6 separate regions of the Mus musculus genome follow, and regions 1, 2, 3, 5 and 6 are each linked to region 4. A link is a contact called in public promoter capture Hi-C data. All regions are on one chromosome and are shown on one strand. The core of a region is the stretch at or near the end of the contact, and the rest is flanking DNA. Distances in the headings are between cores, read along the strand shown. Region 1 holds the start of Fam3a (family with sequence similarity 3, member A). Region 2 holds the start of Atp6ap1 (ATPase, H+ transporting, lysosomal accessory protein 1). Region 3 holds the start of Ubl4a (ubiquitin-like 4A). Region 4 holds the start of Zfp185 (zinc finger protein 185). Region 5 holds the start of Irak1 (interleukin-1 receptor-associated kinase 1). Region 6 holds the start of Mecp2 (methyl CpG binding protein 2).

Evidence for each region. Promoter capture Hi-C pulls out the DNA fragments that hold promoters and counts their contacts.
Region 1: a promoter capture Hi-C map of second pharyngeal arch cranial neural crest shows a contact between it and region 4. The contact joins the promoter of Fam3a here to the promoter of Zfp185 in region 4. A contact is called at or near these places in 3 of 39 promoter capture datasets (hippocampal neurons, liver and second pharyngeal arch cranial neural crest).
Region 2: a promoter capture Hi-C map of second pharyngeal arch cranial neural crest shows a contact between it and region 4. The contact joins the promoter of Atp6ap1 here to the promoter of Zfp185 in region 4. A contact is called at or near these places in 3 of 39 promoter capture datasets (cranial neural crest, hippocampal neurons and second pharyngeal arch cranial neural crest).
Region 3: a promoter capture Hi-C map of hippocampal neurons shows a contact between it and region 4, with 4 times the contacts expected there. The contact joins the promoter of Ubl4a here to the promoter of Zfp185 in region 4. A contact is called at or near these places in 3 of 39 promoter capture datasets (hippocampal neurons, liver and pre-B cells).
Region 5: a promoter capture Hi-C map of hippocampal neurons shows a contact between it and region 4, with 3 times the contacts expected there. The contact joins the promoter of Irak1 here to the promoter of Zfp185 in region 4. A contact is called at or near these places in 6 of 39 promoter capture datasets (the SN4741 cell line, cranial neural crest, hippocampal neurons and 2 more), 1 of 115 datasets of contacts at active chromatin or transcription factors (large pre-B cells) and 1 of 9 other capture datasets (liver).
Region 6: a contact with region 4 is called in a promoter capture Hi-C map of hippocampal neurons, with 3 times the contacts expected there. The contact joins the promoter of Mecp2 here to the promoter of Zfp185 in region 4. A contact is called at or near these places in 2 of 39 promoter capture datasets (cranial neural crest and hippocampal neurons).

The regions. Positions count from the first base shown.
Region 1 is chrX:74,391,553-74,395,086 of GRCm38.p6, forward strand. Fam3a (family with sequence similarity 3, member A) reads right to left here and starts at 1,722. Exons shown (of 9, transcript NM_025473.4): 1 at 1,123-1,722. The coding sequence starts at 1,135. It also overlaps a transcript of Ikbkg not described here.
Region 2 is chrX:74,295,765-74,299,073 of GRCm38.p6, forward strand. It overlaps Atp6ap1 (ATPase, H+ transporting, lysosomal accessory protein 1), which reads left to right and starts at 1,333. Exons shown (of 10, transcript NM_018794.4): 1 at 1,333-1,557; 2 at 1,859-1,985. The coding sequence starts at 1,415.
Region 3 is chrX:74,367,235-74,370,618 of GRCm38.p6, forward strand. Ubl4a (ubiquitin-like 4A) reads right to left here and starts at 1,314. Exons shown (of 4, transcript NM_145405.2): 1 at 1,182-1,314; 2 at 919-1,024; 3 at 467-675; 4 at 1-352. The coding sequence starts at 1,229. The coding sequence ends at 242. Gm44504 (predicted readthrough transcript (NMD candidate), 44504) reads right to left here. Exons shown (of 6, transcript NR_103489.1): 4 at 1,182-1,524; 5 at 919-1,024; 6 at 213-352. Slc10a3 (solute carrier family 10 (sodium/bile acid cotransporter family), member 3) reads right to left here. Exons shown (of 3, transcript NM_145406.2): 3 at 1,983-3,384. The coding sequence ends at 2,217.
Region 4 is chrX:72,985,236-72,988,699 of GRCm38.p6, forward strand. It overlaps Zfp185 (zinc finger protein 185), which reads left to right and starts at 2,104. Exons shown (of 19, transcript NM_009549.3): 1 at 2,104-2,284.
Region 5 is chrX:74,022,457-74,025,738 of GRCm38.p6, forward strand. Irak1 (interleukin-1 receptor-associated kinase 1) reads right to left here and starts at 1,465. Exons shown (of 15, transcript NM_001177973.1): 1 at 1,154-1,465; 2 at 910-1,077; 3 at 610-741; 4 at 393-496; 5 at 17-208. The coding sequence starts at 1,289. It overlaps Mir5132 (microRNA 5132), which reads right to left and starts at 1,142; the gene lies at 1,072-1,142. It overlaps Mir718 (microRNA 718), which reads right to left and starts at 1,480; the gene lies at 1,393-1,480.
Region 6 is chrX:74,083,591-74,087,161 of GRCm38.p6, forward strand. Mecp2 (methyl CpG binding protein 2) reads right to left here and starts at 2,100. Exons shown (of 4, transcript NM_010788.4): 1 at 1,920-2,100.

The sequences.
Region 1 (3,534 bases), core at 472-2,971, 1.4 Mb after region 4:
ATTGTGCTAAGACTTCTTTCTATCTCACTTTCTCTCATATTATCAACAGGTCCTAACTTAGTAAGATAAAGATGAAACAGAGCTCCTGAAAGAAAAATCTCATTCTTTGATTCTTCATCTTCCTCTTCTCCACCAAACTCTTTAAAAATTTATATTCTGGCTTGGGATATAGCTCTGTGGTAGAGCATTTGCTCAGCATGCATAAGACCCTGGTTTCCATCCCCCAGCATACACATAAAAGTCATCTACATTGTGATTTCTATTACCTCACTCCCCAACTCTCTCCCAAAATTCTTCCAATCTAGTCGTGCTCCCATAACACCAACTAAATAACCTTCCAAACAAGACCACCTATGACTTTTATGATGTCACATTTCTGATTGTCTGACTGCTCTTTCTTGACACTTCACTACTAGATTCCAGGACAGTACTGTCTCCTGACCCCATTCTCTGGGACTCCCTTTGTTGGTTAGATTGTGTTCCATTACTCTCTCCTCAAAAGGTGTTCTTTTCCAGGCTGCCTTCTCCCATCTTCATACTGTATGGGAGATTTCACCATGCAGCAATGACACCTTACACCTCCAGCCCAGATCTGTCTTGAACTCATATCCTCCCAGCCAGTTCCTTAATGTCCAATTTGGACTTATCCACAAAGCTGCTACTTTACCAGTTTTCAAATTCTACTCTCACCCCAAACAGTCCCTCCAAGGCACATTCATGTTTGTAGTCCAGCTGACAGCAGAGCTACCACTTAGATCATACCCAACCTCAAAGGCACCTAAGTCAGTTCTCTTCTGGCTACATCTCTCTATCTCTACTATCCACTCCTCTCCATCCATTCAATCTCTGGAGATTTTATATATATATATATATATATATATCCTTAACTTATATATATTGATTATATATATTATCAACATCTATCTATATCTATCTCTCTATATAAAATCAATCCTTATAGTTTGGGAAGCTGAAGTCCTCAGAGGTGAATTTGCTCATAAAATGAGTGCTTGTGCACAGTCATCCATTAATAAATAAACAAACCAGTGACCACCCAGGCCTCTCCTAACACAGGCACTAGGACACCTGGCCTCTCTTCAGTTCGCTGTGGAAGCCACCCACCTGCCAACCTCATGTCCACTTCTCCAGCTGGGTTGAGATCTCCCGCAGGTGCACTGTTTGGGAACTGTGGGTTCTGGGGGGAATGAAACAGGAGAGAGTAGGTTTGGGGGTGGGGGCAGTGGCAAGTCTGTGCTGGGAGCGATCGGTGTTATGACTTGTTCCTCCAAACACCAGTCCAGGCTCAGTTCCTCGTGAGTGCTGGGAGAAGTCCTGCCTGGCCAGGAGAGCCTTAGGAATCCGTTGCGCCTCACAGTCTGGCTAACAGACTCCAGGACTGGAGCGTAGCAATGATTCTTCTCCACCCGGATCCCTCCGGTGCTAGGCCCGGGGCTCAGGTCGATCCGCTCGAGGCTGGTGGCAGAGATTGGGCGGGCCAAGGATGTTGTCTGGGTGTAGGGAGAAGCAGACCGGATCAGGGAGTTACCCAGTTGTCTCGCTCTGCCGGCTAGGTGAAGCAAGTGAGTCACGTAGAAAAGCTTATCAGGCACGACAATGGCCGCCCGCAGAAGGCCACAGCCCACAGGCGTCGCTCCGCCATAGGCCCATAGGCTGTGCTGTAGGTCCGCAGGTCCTCACGGAGGCTCCACCTCCAGACCGGCCTCCTCCCTCTCCTCCAGAGGCTGGGTGGGAGGTGCCGAGTGTGGCTGTGCACTCCTCTTGTGCTAAAGCTGAGCCGCCTAGCTTCCTACAGTGTCACTGCTTCAAGATGAAATCTCCTTCTAGACTTTGAGGTACTATACACTTTACAGTTCATGTTTGCTTAACTCTATGTAACCCAGGCTGTTCTCAAACTTGGAGCGATTCACCTGCTTCAGGCTCTCAAATGTTGGAATTACGGGCATAAAACACCAGAGCCCCCATTCCCACTTCCTCCACACGTCCTCTTAGGTGAGCGATCTATTTCTATATTTGATGAGCTGAAGCTCCGATTGTGACTTGATATCAGAGCTTTCATGGCTCATAAGAGGATGGATGCGGGGACACAGATAATGACTTAAGGTTGATATGTGTTCTTTAAGAGCATGGACGGTTCAGAAGCACATGCGGAGGTAAACCTGAGCCTTTGGTTGCTTTCTTTCTGCTTAGTGTTCTTTCGTGAGAGCGTTCTGTTTTATGTATCAATCAGTGAAGGGATGTTTGGAACATTGCTCCTGACCCTCATGTTTGAGCCTTTTCCCCTGACCGCCTACAGTGCCAGGGCAGCTGGGCCAGTCCTTTTAAGCTGGATCTATCTGTGTCTCAGGCAGCTGCATTCCTGTCCTTTGACCCAATGGTCTTACTTACAGGAACTCCACCCCACTTCCATAATGCTCCAAAATACAGAAAAGTTTACAGAAGCACTGTTTTGGTTAGATGATAGCGTTTTCAATTTGGTTACACTTGTAATCTCAGCACTTGGAAAGTGGAGACGGGAGAGGAGGATAAAGGGTTTAAAGCATCCTCGGCCACTTAGCAACTTTGAGGTCAGCCTTAGCTGCATGAAACCTGTCTCAGGGAATCTGATGTCTTATTCTGACCATCTCAGGCGCCAGGCATGCATGTGGTACACGTACCACATGTGGTACATGTAGGGAAACCACTTATATAAAAAAAATAAAATTTCAAAAATTGTAGGAAGCTGGAGAGATGACTCAGTGGTTAAGGGCACATACTGTTCTTGCAGGATACCCGGGCTGGATTCCTTACACTCACATAAGGCAGCTCACAACCGCTTCAGGGGATCTGGCACCTCTCTGATCTCTTCCTCCTCTTCCTCCTCCTCCTCCTCCACACACACACACAAATAATAATTAATTTTTAAAATAAAACATTAAGTAAAGATAAAATAGTAACAGCAACAACAACAAAATGAATATTAAAAAAAAAAGAATACAGTAGTTTCCATATTGACTGAGTACTTCCTCATAGGCACTCTCCAATGCTTGTGGTCAAGGGCATCTGTAGACCAGGCTGGCCTCAAATGTACAGAATGATGGAATTAAATGCCTTCTGAATGATGGAATTAAAGGCGTATGCTAACACACCCAGTCCTGCTACATATTTTTTGAGATGGGAATTTCGTATATTCTTTAACTCACTATGTTTCCAAGGATGTCCTTGGACCTCTTGCTTATACCTACTTAGTTCTGGGATTATAGGTGGAGATCCAGGTCTTTTATGACTCATGGGACAAACTTTCAGTCTATTTTCTCCAGGACTTTGTGTGTGTGTGTTCTGAAAATTAAATTTATGGCTTTTGACATACATATGCCTTATGGCTGACACAAAACCTCAGCCCTTTATCATTTAAAATGGACAATTAAAGCTAGGGATGGTGGCACATGCCTTTAATCCCAGTATTCTGGAGACAGGGGCAGGTGAATCTCTGTGAGTTTGAGGCTAGCCTGGTCTACAGAGTGAGTTCTAGGACAA
Region 2 (3,309 bases), core at 83-2,582, 1.3 Mb after region 4:
ATGACAGTTGATATGCAACTCCTGTGAAAGAGTCGTTTGACCCTGAAGGGGTCGTGACCCATAGGTTGAGAATCACTACCTTAGGTTAATCAGCATATATGTTAGGAGAGTTAAAGATTTAGTTGTAGTATTTCTTGAACTTATTTGTAAAGATAATCAACAAGACTAATAAAAATGGCACAGAAAGTGAGTTCCAGGACAGCCAGGGCTACACAGAAAAACCCTGTCTCAAAAAACAAAACAAACAAAAAACAAAACAAAAAAAAAACAAACCAAAACAAAGCAAAAATGGCACAGAATCCGAGCAGTGGTGGCGCACACCTTTAGTCCCAGCACTTGGGAGGCAGAGGCAGGAGGATTTCTGAGTTTGAGGCCAGCCTGGTCTACAGTGTGAGTTCCAGGACAGCCAGGGCTACACAGAGAAACCCTGTCTCGAACTCCCCCCACCCCCAGCCAAAAAGACCAGAAACAAAAACAAAAACAAAAAAATGGCACAGAAGTGTAGGCAGGTTTGGTGGCTCACTGCTGTAATCCTAGCACTTGATTCAAGGTTGAGGTTTACATAGTGATTTTGTTCAGACCACAACCCTGTTTCAAAACAAAACCAACCAACCAAACAACAAAATCCAGAAAAGTCTCTACATGTGTTTGTGCTGGCAACTTCCATTTTCTGACTCTAGCTGTCAGTTCTTCCTCTAGTGCAAATCACAAGGAAGGATAATCCCTTTGGAGTCCCCCCCTAATTTACAGTGGGATTGCCCTTGTCTGTTGGCAAGTGATGCTTAGTAAAAAGAAACAGTGTTTTGCTCTGACAGATTTTGCCTGCCTTTTAAGTGCCAAATGACACTGACATTGTTACTTATGTTGTCCATCAGACTCGGCTGCCAGAAGGGAGGGTTCCCTCGTCCCCCCTGTTCTGATACTACATCTGTTCTCTTCTCTAGACTGTCCTCCATCCTGCCCATTTTAACACCTGGCTGGCGTTCCCCTGATGGTGTGGTGGAGGTGGACCCTTTTTTTCATTCAAAGGGAGTGCATTTTCTCTTTTATACCAGAGGGAGGGTCTATCTTTAGGAAAAAGACTCCAGTATCGCGATTTTAAGCAAAAAGGACAAAAACAGAAAAAGGCAAATACAGCATGAGACGCTGTAGAATCAACCCGACTGGCTGAACCAAGTAGCAGCCTGTAGCGCTCGATCCCGCCTCCTTTCTCATAAGGAGCGTGCGCGACTGGAAACACGTACAGCCAACCAGCGAAAAGGAGTGGTCATGAGTGCCACTCACTTGGCCCAATCACAGACGAGTATGTGAGAGGGCCCCTCCCAGATCGTTGAGGGCGGGGCTTGGGCGGAGGTGCCGGTCATCTGATCTGCAGTGGCTTCAGAGGCCCAGGCACTCACTGAAAGCTGAGGCTATGATGGCGGCAACAGTGGTATCTCGGATACGGACGGGGACAGGGCGGGCTCCAGTCATGTGGCTGTCTCTGTCGTTGGTGGCAGTGGCAGCAGCAGTGGCCACGGAGCAGCAGGTGCCACTGGTACTGTGGTCGAGTGACCGGTGAGCGGGCAGGGACAGGCCTGGTTGGGCTGGCCGGCTTGGCTGAGTTGAATCGGGCCAGGTTGGGTTTGGGAGTGCCATGCGGTGCGCCGCGGTGGATGAGTCGCCTTTGCTGAACTCCAGGGCTGTCCTTGGCCAGAGGCTTCGAGGCCCAGATGGAGATTGTCTTTTATTCAGGGACTCGCTTCATGACGGCGAGCGTTCAGATCTCAGGGCCTTGCATGTGAAGCCAGGAGCCGATAGGGTTAGGATCTCAAGCAACGAAATCAGGTCTGACAGTCCCTATTCTGTCCACTTCCAGGAATCTGTGGGCTCCTGTGGCCGACACACATGAGGGTCATATCACCAGCGATATGCAGCTTTCTACCTACTTAGACCCTGCCCTGGAGCTGGGTCCCCGTAATGTACTGCTGTTCCTACAGGACAAGGTGAGTCTGTTCTAGCTTGCTATGTCTTTGTCCAAGGAAAGCTGACCCCACCCCACCCCTACTGCCCGTTCCATAGGTGAAGCTGTAGTGACCTCCTTCCACCTGTAGGCAGGTGTGGCTAGATTTTTGGAAAGATATGTAGGAGAAGCTTCAGTGGGAACAGTAGACCCACAGAAACAGCAGGGACTTGATTTAAGGAAGCAAGGGATTAACTGGGCAGTGGTGGCACACTCTTTCAATCCCAGCACTTGGGAGGCAGAGGCAGGCGGATTTCTGAGTTTGATGCCAGCCTGGTCTACAGAGTGAGTTCCAGGACAGCCAGGGCTACACAGAGAAACCCTGTCTCGAAAAACCAAAAAGAAAAAAAAAAGGAAGCAATGGATTAAAGACCAGATACCTACCTAGTACTAAGCATTACTTTCTGATGTCCTATACTGTGGTGGAAATTACTACTCAGTTTCACAGATGAGAAGACTCATTTTGGGATAAGATCAGTGACTTGCCCAAGGTTTCATTTCATTCATTCATATATATATATATATATATATATATATATATATATATATATGTAGTATATATATATATATAATAGCTAATGGTTGGCAGTAATAGGAATAACTGGAAAATGACCTTTTATTTAGTCTGGTATGTGCATTCTATTCAACTGATATCATTATCTTGTTTTAACTGCTAAGGAAAGTAATGTTGAAGAGGTAAAATGAATTGCTGAATTGTGATTTGCACAATACACTACTTCCAGCCTGAGGGTATCAGACCTGTCCTTCAGTTTTGTGCTGAGCCAGCATTCTATTTTCCTTTCACTCCAGAGGTCTGCACCTAGAGCAGGAGTATGAACTATGAGAAGGTTCTAATGTAGCATAAGATTATTGTTCAAGAGGATGTCAAGTCTCTGCTTGTCCCTTCCTCCATAGTAGCCTGACTAGCTCTTTCTGTTCTTGCTTTCCTTCAGTTCCTGTGTCGGTGGTAGTAATTGTGCTGGTTGATAGTCCTTTCAGAAGATGGTAAATAACAGGTCAGACCAGAACTCAGTCCTATCATTTTTCAGCCTTTGAGCGCATGAAATAATCTTTGTTAACCATACTTTTCTGTAAGTGCAAAATGAAGATATCCACCTATATCAGGAGTCTGCGAGAAGTATTCTACATAAGTCATCTAGCCACAGTCTCTCAATCTTAGGACATTTCCTTTTGACAATGGTGGCGTGCTTGCTATGTGTTTGGAAGTATAAACATTCTTGTGAAGGCAAGTGGCTAAGAGCTAAGTTGGTACATGTTTATGATACCAGTCTTTTTAGTCTAGAGAA
Region 3 (3,384 bases), core at 64-2,563, 1.4 Mb after region 4:
GCTAGACTTGGACCCTGTCTGTCCCAAGCCATTGCTAGGTGTCTCTACAGTGCAGCCTCAACTTTGCTGTGGGAGGCAGAAGAGAACTCAGGCCATGTACTTTGAGTACCTAGCACCTAGCAAGAGCTGGATACATACCAGCTATTATTATCACTATGAGCCAAACTGCGACATGAGAACACATTTAATGCAACATGCAGCTGTGGCCTGACCTGGGATTTCTCCCCACAATCCCAGAATGCTATTTGCAGAACCCTTTTTCCATAGCCTCAGTCACTTCAGGGTGTAGAAAGCGGCTGGCCAAACGTTCGATGTCATCCAGTGTTAGGCGGCTCAAGGACCTGTCATAATCCTGAGGAGAGAAGACCGAGTGTATTCAGAGAGGCCAGTGGGGAAGGCGTATGCTGCATTAGGTAGGGGACGGGTAGAAACATTAAGAATGGAGGGCCAGCATTACTCTTCTCACCCTCTGTAGTTGTTCCAGGACCCTGCTGGCATCTGCTACACTGAAGTGACGGGCCAGGACTTTGGAGATCAGCTGCCAGATGGGGGTGGCTGGGGAGTCGACCAGTCTGTGGGCAGACCCTTCTTCCAGTAGCACCTTCTCCAAAGGCTTAACAACTAGGTTGAGCTTAGAATTGGGCCCAATGTTGTAATCTGACAGTCGTTTTTCATCTGCCAAAGAGAGATTGGTGTGGTTCCTTCCTCACTGATGTGGAGGTGGCTGGGAAGCAATCCTGCCACAGACAGCCAGAGTGAAGCACTGCAGCATCTGGCTATGGGGTGGTGGGGTGGTGATGGCTCAGCTACTTTTCTGAGGTCCAGTGGCAGCCAGTGCCCCGATCCACTACACTGGCCTGTACATCCCGTCCCCCAGCTTTCTGTAAAGCTCCCTGGATGGCTCCTTTCCCTGATTACCTGCTAGGGCCTTGCCCTTGAACAGCAGACGTTGCTGGCGCACAGGGACATTCAGCTTATCCGAGACCAGGTGCTTCAGTGTAGACACTAGCTCGTCCTCCGCCACCTGATCCGGCCGAGGTGGAGAGGCAAGGGCTCAGCCCGAATTCCCTGGGCGGTGAAGCCCTCGCACCCCCTCCTGAGGTCAGCTCTCCCGGCCTCCCCCACCCGCCCTCGGCCCCCAGCGGCAGGAGTGAGTGCAGCAGCCTGCGGGGTGACTTTACCTGTAGGCTACATTCCCGGCCCTGGAGCGCCTTCACGGTCAGCTGCATGGTGTCCACGGCCCAGTCCACTACGGCCAACGCAAACACCAACGGTCCCCTGCCGCGCGCCGCCGCCCCGGAACCGCCCGCCGCCGCCGGAAGCCGTGAAAGGGGCGCGCCCGCCTCGTGGCTCCCGCCTGCGCATTCTTCAGTCCCGCCTCCCGGCCTTCGCTTCTGCCCCGGCCGTGCCTTGGGTAGAGTCCACCACCTGGGCTTAATGGCGCGGGGACGTGGGGATGCCCCGCCCACTGGGATCCAAGTGAGGTACCTGTGGGGCCAGGCTTGCTTAGTCTGGGAGCTGTGGCTTGAAAGGAAGGACCAGAATGTCAGCCTCACTCCAGGCCCGGCCTGTGCTAATTCCCACCCTGCTGGTGGACCAAGTCAATGCAAACACGTGGTGGTGTCTCTCAGATACAGAAATGGTCCAGTCCTGCCTGTCATAGCTTAATGGCTTTCTACTTCCTTTCTAGTCTGGCTGCAAAAATATCCTGACTGAAGCTCGGAAGTAGTGCTCTCTTCACTCCTTATAGTGCAGAGGTCTGCCCTGTTAGGTAGGGCTGTTAGAGCAAAGCCTTTGTAGATCTGAGGATACAGCTCAAAGGTACATGTCTACCATGTGCAAAACAGAGTGAGGAGGAGAAAGTGGGTTCTGTGCAGGGTCACCAAGCTGGTTCACTGTTCTGGCCCATATCCGCCCAGACACACTCTTCTTACCCCAATCCACAGGCTCCAAGGGACAGACTGGAAGGGACCCGAGCTTGCTTTTGTTTTTTTGGTTTTTTTTTATTGAAATATATTTCTGGGCAATACCCAACTATCTAACTCAGCATGGCCTCTTTGGCACTGAAAGCTGGGGCGAAAAGGAGTAAAAAAATAAGCCTGGATTTGTCTTGAGTGCATAGTGCATGAGAACTAAAGGCCTTTGGTACGGTACACAAGAACTGTGGGAAGAGAGGAGTATGGGGGCTGGAAGTTATAAAACTTGATCCAGAGGGCTCAGGGAACAGGAAACAAGATGCTATAGATGAACTGGCCAATAACCAAAGCCAACATCTCGGAGGTACCACTCAGTGCCACAATGAAAGGGGCCTGAGAGGCATAGTCTGCTTGAAGGCGGCGCAGAGACAGCTGTAGCATGGCTAAGGCTAGCAGGCTGTTTTGCACCCCTACCTCAATGCTGACTGTTCGTCGCTGAGCCACTGGCAGCTTCAGGCAGATGGCCAGGCTGTAGCCCACCAAGAGGCCAACAAGAGGCACTGTGAAACCCACCAGTACAATGGGTAACCTGACTCCCACTAGGATGAAGACCCCCATGTGGTAGGCCAGGAACAGGCCACCCAGGAGAAGTATAAAGCTGAAGGGCTTGATGACCTGTAACAGTAGTTCAGAGAACTTGGGGAGCTTAGATTTGATCACCACACCCGCTGCTATGGGGATGGCGATAAACAGCAGGGTCCCCAATATCTTGGAGATGGGCACGTGGAGTGTTTCATGGATGCTGAGAAGGTAGCTGTAGATGGCTGATGAGAGTGGTAGGAAACCAGTGGCAGCTACTGTTGAGATGAAAGTCATGGAGATGGCCAGGGTGACATCTCCTCCAAGGAGGAGACTGAAGAGGTAGCTCCCTCCACCACCAGGTGATGAGCAGGTAATGATGAGGCCCAGAGCTAAGGCCTTGGGTAGCATGAAGACTTTGGCCATCAGGAAAGCATAGAAAGGCATGACCAGAAACTGGCCCAAGAGGCCCAACAGCATGGGTTGGGGGCTCTGTAGGAGCTCCTTCAAAACTTCAAGTTCCACTTTGCAACCAAATGAACACTTGTTGACAAAGATAAGAGGCAGAAGCAAGTAGAGTATTGGGTTCTCTGAGAAGTGGCCCAAGTTGGTGTTGAGAGCAGAAGGGAGGTCTTCAGCAGGTGACACCCTGATGCAGAAATCTCTCCGTTCTTCGATCAGCAGGGGTGGGGCCTCATAGAAATCCATGAGCTGGAGGTGGAGTGGGGCCAGCCCAGCTAGACCTGAGTGGATGCCTACCACAAAGCCACCTCCACTGCTCCAGGTTATGGCACTCACATTCTTAATGGTCAGCACCTCTGTGTCCAGGGATATAACCTTAAGTATGGGGCTGGGGCCTGTCCCATTGGTCTGTCCAGTGTATTGGCTA
Region 4 (3,464 bases), core at 854-3,353:
AGCTCCCATCTGTCTTGGGCAGAGCCTGAGTCACTTTGGACAAGAAAAGAGCTTGAGGTCTGGTGTAGCTCTTAATGGCCAGCTACATTATTGGATACCACTCTTGCTCATGCTGTACAGCTGGCCCACCTGATTCAAGGCTCTGCAACAGAGCTTTCTCTTTTCTGGAGGGCCTTGGGAGACAACTGCTACCACCTACTCCCTCCCACCCATGGTGTATCACTTTGTGTTTTACATTCTGCCTCTTTTGGGGCTAGGTCCAAAAGAGTCTTATGATCCATCCAGTTAGTATGTTTGGGAGCTAGGATGTCAAGCCAAATGGAAGGCCATCAGTAGCTTTTGTCGGGGAAGAAGAAGCATTAGATGCTGGCCACTGGTCTGGGGCTAACAGAATTGGAAGGAGAAAAACACCTGTTGGCAGGAGACAAAGATTAACCACTCCCCCAGAACACACAAGGCACTTCCTTTCTGTCTGATAAACCCACAGAGAAAAGAACCCTCCTTTCAGAGTTGTTCTATCTCTTCCTTCTGCAAATGTCCCAGATCCTCTGGGCTGGTCTCTGTGATCCAGAGATAATCAGACAGGGCGCCAACATCCCAGAGCTCACCACTGAGAATAAAGGGTTATACACTGTCATCCGAGGGAATGGGAGAGTGAGTGCACAGAAGGAAGTGGTCAACTTGACTAGGTGGCAGGCAGGAGAGGATGACATCTAAAGATTGGGTGAGTTCAGTGGCAAGGGATATAGGAAGGGTACTGCAGAGAGTATGAGTGCAGGAACAAAGGTCTGAGGTATGAGGGCACAGAAGTAGTCAGAAGACATGGGGAAGCCGGGGAGATTACAGTGGAGTGCTGGGGTGGCTGGTCTTACAGACAGAGGTTGAACACAGTCAAACATTAGGCCTTCTAAAAGCATCTGCTTTCATTCCAACAACAACCAGAAGCTGTAGGAAAGCGCTCTAAGCAGCTAGCATCTGGTCATATACCCAGTGAAGCTGCATGCATACTGTGTGATGGCTGAAATGGGAAGGGCGATAAGTCACAGGAAAACACGACAGTGAGTAGATTTGAGGGCCACTGCTGTAAAATTGGCAACAGGACTTTAATCTTTCTTTTTTCCTTTTTTTTCTTTTCTTTCCTTTCCTTTCTTCTTCCTTCCTTCCTTCCTTCCTTTTTTTCTTTCTTTCTTTCCTTCTTTCTTTCTTTCTTTCTTCCTTCCTTCCTTCCTTTTATCTTTTCTTTTTCTTTCTTTTGTAGTCTATCATTTTGATCATTTTTTGTGCACACTGGCTTAACTCTCTCCTCTATTGAAAGGACTTCTCTGACCTCACAGTGAGGGTTAGGAGCCTTTGTTGGATGTTCGACACCCCTACTACATTCTCACACTTCGTGCCTTTCACACATTACATATCCAAAAACTGTGAATGAATGTCATTTATTAAACCGAATGTGTGTGTCTTCCGACATGCCCTGAGAGGTAGTCCTGTTTTGCCTACCTGCCGGCTCCAAAAATGACCTTCCAGGGTACAAGTTTTCCCAGGCGCCAGACAGAAGTTTCTTGCTCACTTTTTTCTCCTATGCCTGACTTCCTGCATGATCTCAGCCATCAGTCCGCACCCCCCTGCCCCCAAGCCTGGTCCTTTCCCCGCCCCTGTCTGGGATCTCCATCTGTAAAATGGATCTAGGCACAGTAGTTCTCGACAGAACTGACCCGCCAGCATCTGTGGAAGTCGTTGGCCCAGAGCCTGGCCAGATCTCGCCGGGCGCAGGCAGGGACGCCACTAGTCAGCGAGGGCCCTTCATGTGGTGGAGTCCTCCTGGCCCCAGGGCTGGGAGCCCAGAGGAATTAGCCTGGAAGTTTTCCATAGCGGCAAAACTTTTTGGAGCTCGCTCTGAGCTGGGTGAGGGGAGCCCCAGCCTTGATTTCTCCAGCAGCTCCATTGGGCGGAGCAGGGAAGGGGTGGGAGGACCGAGGACACCGGCTGGAGAATGTGCGGAATGTGCCAGGCGCATCTACCTACCCCAGGAGAGGGCAGAGGAAGGGGGCCGGCCGAGGGGAGGGGCGAGGGGCGAGGCTCCCAGCAGCCGGAGAAAACCTGTTTGTTCTCGGGCGGGCGGAGCCCAGTCCGTGCCTCTTCGTTGCCCCGCGCGCTTCCCACTGCGTACCGCTTCCCGCGCCCGCTGACGCGGCCCGGCTGGGTTCAGTGCTGCCCACCCGAGGGAGCCCGCGCACCACGCCTGTCCGACCCTCTGCCCGTCACACAAGCCGGGCACCTGTACCAGGTAGGGTTGTTGAGTCGCCGTCCTAAAGAAGTGGCTCGACCACCGGGAGGCTACAAGGAGCACCCAGTTCGTGTCCTCCTGGACACAAGCCAGGGCCTCAGTTTCCCTACCAATAATTCATACTCGCTCCAAGCATCCCTCTTCGGAATCCCGTCAGGGAGGCAGTGCCCTCGGTTTCTGCTTTTCACCGCGAGTGAAGAGACAGGCAACGTTCCTCAGAGTGTCCAACAAAAGCAGGTGGCTCTCTGGCTGGTCTAGTCCCTCTGACCTACTCATTTGTGGATGAGACCGATTGTTAGTAGACTGCCAGCGGGGATGGGGCAGGGTGAGCCTAGAATTGGTGTGTTGCAAGCATCACAGAATTCCACATCCTTAGTAAAATGTGCCCATTTTATAGATGAGGAAACTGAGGTACAGAGGCAAGCTTACTCAATAATCCCCTCACTGGCCTGGAGCCCAGAGCAAAGGGACTTAATGGTGGTTTGTGATAGACATGTACTGGTCACTGGGCGACCTCAGGGCTGGGAAGGGAGCTGCTCATACTCAGACAGAAGGCGCCGAATCAAGTGTCACTGTGGTGTTATCAGCGGGATCTGCTGTGCACAGTCTCTGTAACTGGATTGTTTGTGTGGGAGCAGGGGAGAGCCAATAGCCTCATCCTCTTTGCAACTGCTTAGTGATAGCTTGGCCTCTGAGAAAGGTTGGAAACGCAGATCCTCCTGTCGGCCATGCCACTTCCTTCTGTACTGTGGCACCTGGCAGCTCCACTGAGTAAAAGGAGAAGCCTATCAGGCCCACCTTCCCCTCCAAGGCTGTGGAGTCTATAAAGTATGTTGGGAGTTGTGTTCTCCACAAGCCATTGGTACTGACTCTTGACATTAAGGTAGGTGGTGACACCTGCTCTTGGTCTTGTCTTGCTCTCATGGTTCTTTGGATTTCTAGTCATGGGCAGGAAGCAGGTTTCCACAGGCTGATAAACCTGAATAATGGTGAGGGGCTCTGAACTGGAGAGCTGCAGTAGGAAGCTTATGAAGTTCTTATTTTCCCATGGCCTCAACTGGCTCTTCTGCACAAACAGTGCCAGTTTGGGTGGGTGCCAACAGATCTCCAGGGTACAGGTACAACTTACTGGAGGCCTTTCGAGAATGTGCTGTCCATCGCCTTCAGCCCACTCACTACA
Region 5 (3,282 bases), core at 215-2,714, 1.0 Mb after region 4:
CCAATGTTACACCTACCTCCTTCAGTCTCTTCACAGCATATGTAGTATTTCTCATGACTGCTCGGTACACACATCCAAAACCACCCTCTCCAATCCTGAGTTCTTCAGAGAAGTTGCAGGTGCCTTGGGAAATCTCACAGAAGGGCCAGCAAAACGGGGAGGGATGGGCTCTTTGGAGGCCAGACACTGGGCTCTCTGGGCTTGACTGCTGGAAGAGACCATGGACCAGGCGAGGACCCTATCTATTCCCTTTGGTCCAGGTTGAAAGCTCCCTTCAACACTAGTTGTCTCTCAGATGACCTGGCTGTGCTGATTTGGGCTCTGTGGTACACCAAAGGTTAAGTTTCTTCCTCTTTGTCTGGAAAATTCCCTGGGGGTTAAGAGACACCTACCTTGGTGGAGGAAGGGGCTGAAGATGGTAGTGGTGGCCCGAGGGAAACAGGGAGTGGAACCTGGAGGAGCTCTGACTCAGAATGGGTCTGGGAGCCTGGAAAAGCTTCATAAAGATGGCAGTGAGAGGCAGAGACCAGCAGCAGTCTACAGCCATGTCAGCAGTCATGGTGGCCTTTTCCTCAGGCATATCAAGCCCAACACCCGGGTTCTTTTTACCTGGGGAGAGGAAGGTGGAGGCAGAGGACTGCAATTTCCGGGGGCTCCAGTCCCCGGCCTCAGAGCCTGCAGAGATGCTGCTGGGCCTTGGGGCAGCGGTGCTTGGGGGCACAACGGGGGCAGGAGGGTGCCCTGGGATAACAAGGAAGGAAAGGAGGGTTGTGACTCAGAGCTCTCTATCTCTAAGTGAAGGGGTGGGGGGGGGGGAGTTCCCATATGGTTCCCTGTCTCAGGAAACTCTGTACCCGTCACCCCTCTTGGGTTCCCATCCCTAGGGTCCCTGGGGCTATGCTCGCTCACAGGCTGTGATGATGTCCCTCGCACGCAGCAGCTGCAGGTGCGTGAGGATGTGAACGAGGTCAGCTACGCGCGCGTTGCGGTTGATCCAGGGCCACAGAACACTGGCTGTGCGCTGCTCGGAGCGCTCGCACAGCCGCAGCTCTGTCTGGTCGCGCACGATCAAGGCCGCTGCGGGATGGGGAACATCAGGCTTCAGCTCCAGAAGCCTGAGTCCACCACCCCACGCCGGCCTGCCGTCACCCACCGAACTGGCACCAGTCGGCGGGCTCCAGGGCGTCCATCACTTTGTAGAAGCGGCACATAACCCAGGGTGGCACCTCGTACAAGAAGTGCTGGGCGCCTGGAACCACAGGCTCCCCGGGGCCCGGCCCCCCGGCCATGGCCGCCGCCGCCGCCCCCGGGCCGAGGCCTCTCGGGGCCTCGGCGGGCGCGGGCCTTAGCGGGCCGGGTCCGCGGACACTGACTCACTTCCCCTTCAGGCCGGCCTCGTGCGACACCCGGCCGGGCGGAAGAGGCGGCGCTCGACCCGCCGCCATCTTGCCCTCCGCGGCCTTCCGCCACACGGGGGCGTCCCGCGCCGCCCTTGACGCGGGGAAGGAGCTCTGCTACGTAGGAGGGAGTCCCTAATGGGAGAACCGAGGTCTGTGGTCCTACACAAACATCTGAATAGGGCTGAACAGGATGAAGAATGACTTCCAGTTCTAGAGACAAAGGGCACGATGTTTTTACACGATGTTCTACAAAGGCAGTTTATGCCAAGCCTGGTGAAAGTCACGGAGAGGCTACCCTCGCTTTAGTTGGGGAGCAGTTTGAGAGCCAGCCAAATTGTTGGTCAGTCAGGGTTAAATATGGGTAACAAAATGGCCCTCTGGCAGACTGTAGTCATTTGGTGATAAGGATGGATGCCCTGAGAATGGTCTGGAAGAGTGTATACCATGCTACTGCTTGTGTGCTAGATCTCCATGCCCCCACCACGCCCCCAGGAACCTTCCAGCAGCTGGGCCAGCAAGTGTTAGATCACAGAATCTGCCTGTGCAGGATTCTAATTAGCTTTCCAACTAACACATTTATGTCTCTTAACATACACATGGTGTTCGGCTCTAAATGTCCCTTTCCTTTTTCTGTCACACTTTTATCTTAGTTTGCACTTCTCTCCATAAGGATAGTAGGGTCTAGCAGCTTCTCCTACCCCTTTCTAGAGTAGTTGTTGGTGATACCACCTGTTGTGACCTTTAGCCACATGAATGAGTGTCTCTTGCCTATTCCTCTACTGTTCTCCATTCAGGGTTTTCTTTGGCCTTTTTGGTCACTATGACACACATCTCAGCGCACACTACTTTCTCATTATGCTCTCTGAAGTCCTCTTCATATGAGTGCACTACTCTTAGCATTAGCCATTGCCACTCACCTGCACAGACTGTATGGCTTGGATAGTGCTCCCTGCTCAGGTGGTCTTCCTCAAGTACAAATCACTAAAGCCCAGCTCTTTAAAAGAGCTGTTAGGAAGATGGCATAGCCAGCCTCTGTCCACCCACCTGAACTTATATACACCAACAGCCTTAAGCCAGATAGAACTCTTTAGATGTTGGGCTTGGTGGTACACCCCTTTAATTCCTGCACCCAGAAAACAAAGGCAAGTGAATCTCTGTGAATTTGAGGTTAGCATGGTTTAAGTTCCAGGTCAGCCAGGGATACAAAGTGCAACCCTACCTCAGATCAAGACCAAACCTGAAAAAAACAAACAAACAAAAAACAAAACAAACAAAAAACCCAAACCCTGTTTAGTAGGTGTCCTGAAAAGAACTTATTCTGTTCTGAAATTGAGTTTGCATATACACCCCTGCTGTAGCCATTCCTGATAAGATTGAACATAAACAGCTGTGGGGAAAACTTCCTAAACCCAGCTCCTCTCTTGAACACACCTTGAGCTTGCTGGAGTTCTGTACCTCTAAACTTTTCTCACTTCTCACTGCCCAGGGATGATCCACAGGCAGCAACTTGGTATTCCTTGTTTGGCCAGCTGAAAGCATGCTTGTAAAGCGGCAGCTTTCTTCTCCTGACCAGTTTCCCCAACAAACACTTTTTGTCATATCAATCCTAACTACAAAGGGTTCTCTCTCACTAGCCTGACCTCTAAGGAACTTATAGTATGTCTTCAGAAAGGTCTACACAAGATCCATGGCTGGCTCCCACTGGGGCCTCTTCTTTGAAGCCACAGTAATTGTGGCCACTCTCAAGATGAGGTCAAACTAGATGTGGTGGTGCATACCTGTAATCCCAGAACTCTAGAATCAGAGGTAGGAAGATAACTAAAATTTCAAGGGCAGCTTGGTTTACAATGCATAGTTCCAGGTCAGCCAGAGCTACACAGTG
Region 6 (3,571 bases), core at 850-3,349, 1.1 Mb after region 4:
CGGCCATGTGTATTAACTCATTTTAGATCATTTGTACTTTTACAGTGTTTGGACTCTTTAAGGTTCTGACATATCCAGGTAAGAAAATAAAAGCAAGTGTTTCCTAGGCTTTCTGAGTATGACTTGAATTTGAAGTTAAAAACAAACGAAAAACCAAAAGTCTGTAAATATATTTTTCCAAATCCTTGGTGGAAACTCCCCAAGGACCTAACAATCCAAATTTTATCTTTTTATAGAGATTCGACATATTTCAAAGAACCTAAGATATCAGTTTAATCATGTTATTAATTGAAATTGCTGAGATTCACATAATTCCAACCACAAACCCAAAATTCTCCTCTACAGTAATAATTACCTATTAGTGAAATTTTACTACCCAGGCCCAAATTGGTTTCATTTATGTAGTATAACAAAATATCTAGAACTTGTCCTACAACATCTCAGTCACTTAGCACTATAAATTAGTCCATTCTGTTTCATGATCGTCATCAACCACCCTGTATTTGAGCCTACTGCCTCACTGTAATGATTCCAAACAGTGGAGTCAACATGCAAATGACTCAACAGAGCCCATTTGTGTTCCTGGAAAATTAACCAAGAGTACATATCTGCCTGACTATGAGTCAGGAATATCAAATTTGTGGTGGAGCCCATTTTTGTTTTGATCAACCTATACCCGAACATACAAGGAACCAGCATAGAGGTATCCCCTAACAAGCTTTGCCCTTCAGGGGTCCATACTGAACAATGTCATACCAGGGTCTCTCTTGTGAGAGGGAATCTTTTTTAGACTCCATGATGACTTTAAACCTTTAGTGCAAAACCTCAGAAACATTGCCACTGCCACATAAAAGTCACCTGTGTTTTATTTTCAGTGATTCAGCCATAACCAAACTAAAAAGAGAATGAACTTTCAAAGATAAGTGACAGGAGTCACAGCGATGCGATGATCTCGCCCCATTTGGTACTGGCGATCCTGAGCGCTCCAGGACGAAGAGAGCCCGTTACATACAACGTCCCATTCCACTTATGTAACTGGATGATCGCTGGCGAAGGGAGGGGAGGGAGGGTGGGAAGACGCTCATATTCCGAAGCCACAGCACAGCATCCCCAAAGAACCAGAGCACCCTGCGGGCATGGTCTCACGGAAGAGCTTCGAGTGCTGAGGAACGCACAGTCCCTTGCCCACGGTTCCTGATGAGAACTACAACCATCTCTTTATGATGAGTTGTGGGACCTAGGAACATAATGTCTAGTCCTTTTTGTGGGTGGACAATAACCCTCAACTTGTTCCTGCCAAGTGGGGAATGGAGCTGATGGACCGACTCGCTTGCAGTGGGGGCAAAAAGTCACGGAATGGGAGAGGAGGAGGAGGGAGCAAAACCCAGAGATGGGGGTAAGAGCTCAGGAGCCCTTGTGGCGCACTCTCCCAACGGGAGATGGACTGCGCACGCGCGCCAGTCTGTGTGTGTGAGGGGGGAGCAAGTAACGGGAGTGGGGGCGCGCGAGGGAGAAGGGGACAGCGCGATCCAGGGAGAGGCCGGGACCGCGGGCGCGCGACAGTGCCGAGGCCCAAAGCCCCAAGAAGGGCAGGAGCGCGCGCAGCCCCAACTGGCGAAGCCCAGACGACAAGGGCGCTTGCACAGCTGGGGCCTAGGATGCGCACAGATGGGGCGGGCAGCGGGAGGGCGTCATTCGAAGGTGGCTCCAGGGAGATCGCGCTGAGAACCGTCGCTCGCGATTGCGGGAGACGAGTGGAGAAAGCCACCACCGGCGGCAGAGGGAGGGGGAGGGTAGAGAGGAGGGACGCCATCCGCCAGCCGTGTCGCCCGACCCCGCGGGCCCCTCCCGCGCCACGTCCCGCCCCTACCCGCCCCCCAGCAAGGGTCCCCGCCCGCGGCCTTGGCGGTCCCACTCACAGTCTCTCCTCCTCGCCTCCTCCTCCTCCTCCGCTCGGCGCGGCGGCGGCGGCGGCGGTGGCGGCAGCGGCGGCCATTTTCCGGACGGGTTTTACCACAGCCCTCTCTCCGAGAGGAGGGAGCGCGCGCGCAACCGATGCCGGGACCCCGCACGGCAGACGTCGCGCCCCGCCCTCCCGACCAGCCTGTGTGCTGCTGCACCTGCGCGCCCGCGCCCCACCCCTTGCTCTTTGTCGAGATTACCCTTCATTGGTTGTGGAGCCCAGGCTGGGGCGGAGCCTTAGCGGTGACGCCCTCAATTGGCAGGAGTTCCTGTCTGTTTAGGCAGGGAAAAGAGGCGGACCCCATTCAGCTGCGGATTGGTGGAGTTCTACTGTCACTTGGAAAAAAGAGGCGGCTAGGGCACAGAGGGGCTGGTTTTGTGGGCAGCATTTGAATGTTGAGGATTAACTGGGCCCTTGTGGACTCTGGCGCTTAAGGAAGTCTAGGCTCTTGGCGCCTATTAGAGCCTCCCTGCTGAGTAGTTCACCATTGTGATAAGCATTTGACTTCACCAGCATTTCTTTATTATCATTTTCTGTAGAAGTAGCAAAGTTGCCTGTTGAGGAGCCTGGCGTTGTTCCAAGCCAAGGGACTTGTTTTAAAGGGTCTACTGATTGTATTATTACACTAAATTAGCAGATGTCGCACTCTTAAGGCTGACAGTAAAATCAACATATCAAACCTTGGTCTTTGCAGACGTTTATAATGGGCAGATGGTGTGTGCCAAGCCCATAAGAGATCGGTCTGTCATTGTTGAATCAGATGGTTTGATGGAAGTACGTATAAAAGGGAGTGAGGCCAGAGGGAGCATTGTCAAAGCAGCCTTACCCTGATACCAGTCAGCATCCAATGCTCTTTGTGCTAAACAAATGCTCAACAAGAGACTTTCTTTCTTTGTTTGTTTTTTAAACACTATGCAACAAGAGACTTTCTGATTCAAATTTGGCTCCCCTCTCTATTCATTTATTTGCTAGGCACTGTTTTAGTACTGAACAAGGAGACAAACTAGACTCCTGGTAAGGAAGAGTCATACTAAACATACAAGAAAGTAGAACTTAAAATTTTGCACAGAGATAAAGACTTTGAAATAGATAGGGCAAGGACAAAAGAAGTGCTATTATGATACCCTCTAGCTTTTGCCCTCATGTCGTCTCCCAATATGGGTAATTGGGGAAAACATTCTAGGCAAGTTTAAACACTCTAAGGAAGGACTATGCCTGCCTTACTAAGGAGGCCAGTGTGACTGGAGAGAGACCTAGGCCACCAAAAGAACTAGGAGATTATTTTGAGATGAGAAGCCCTTGATAAATATTTGAGTCACTAGCTGTCACCATAAAACCTATGTTGCCAGTGAAGAATGAAGAACTGGCTGGTCCAGAGGTCCTGGCAGCAGTTGAAGAAAGATAGATGATGAAGGCTTTAACCAGGACAGTAGCAGTTGAAATCTGATAAGTTGTGATAGTTAAGATTTATGTTAAAAATTGAGCCAAAAGTATTGGATATCAGATGGAAAGAAAGAAAAAAAATAAGGATGATGGCTGACTTTGGGACAGGATCACCTAAGTGAATATCTTACTACAGTGGGGGAAATCTAGAGGATTTCCCATATG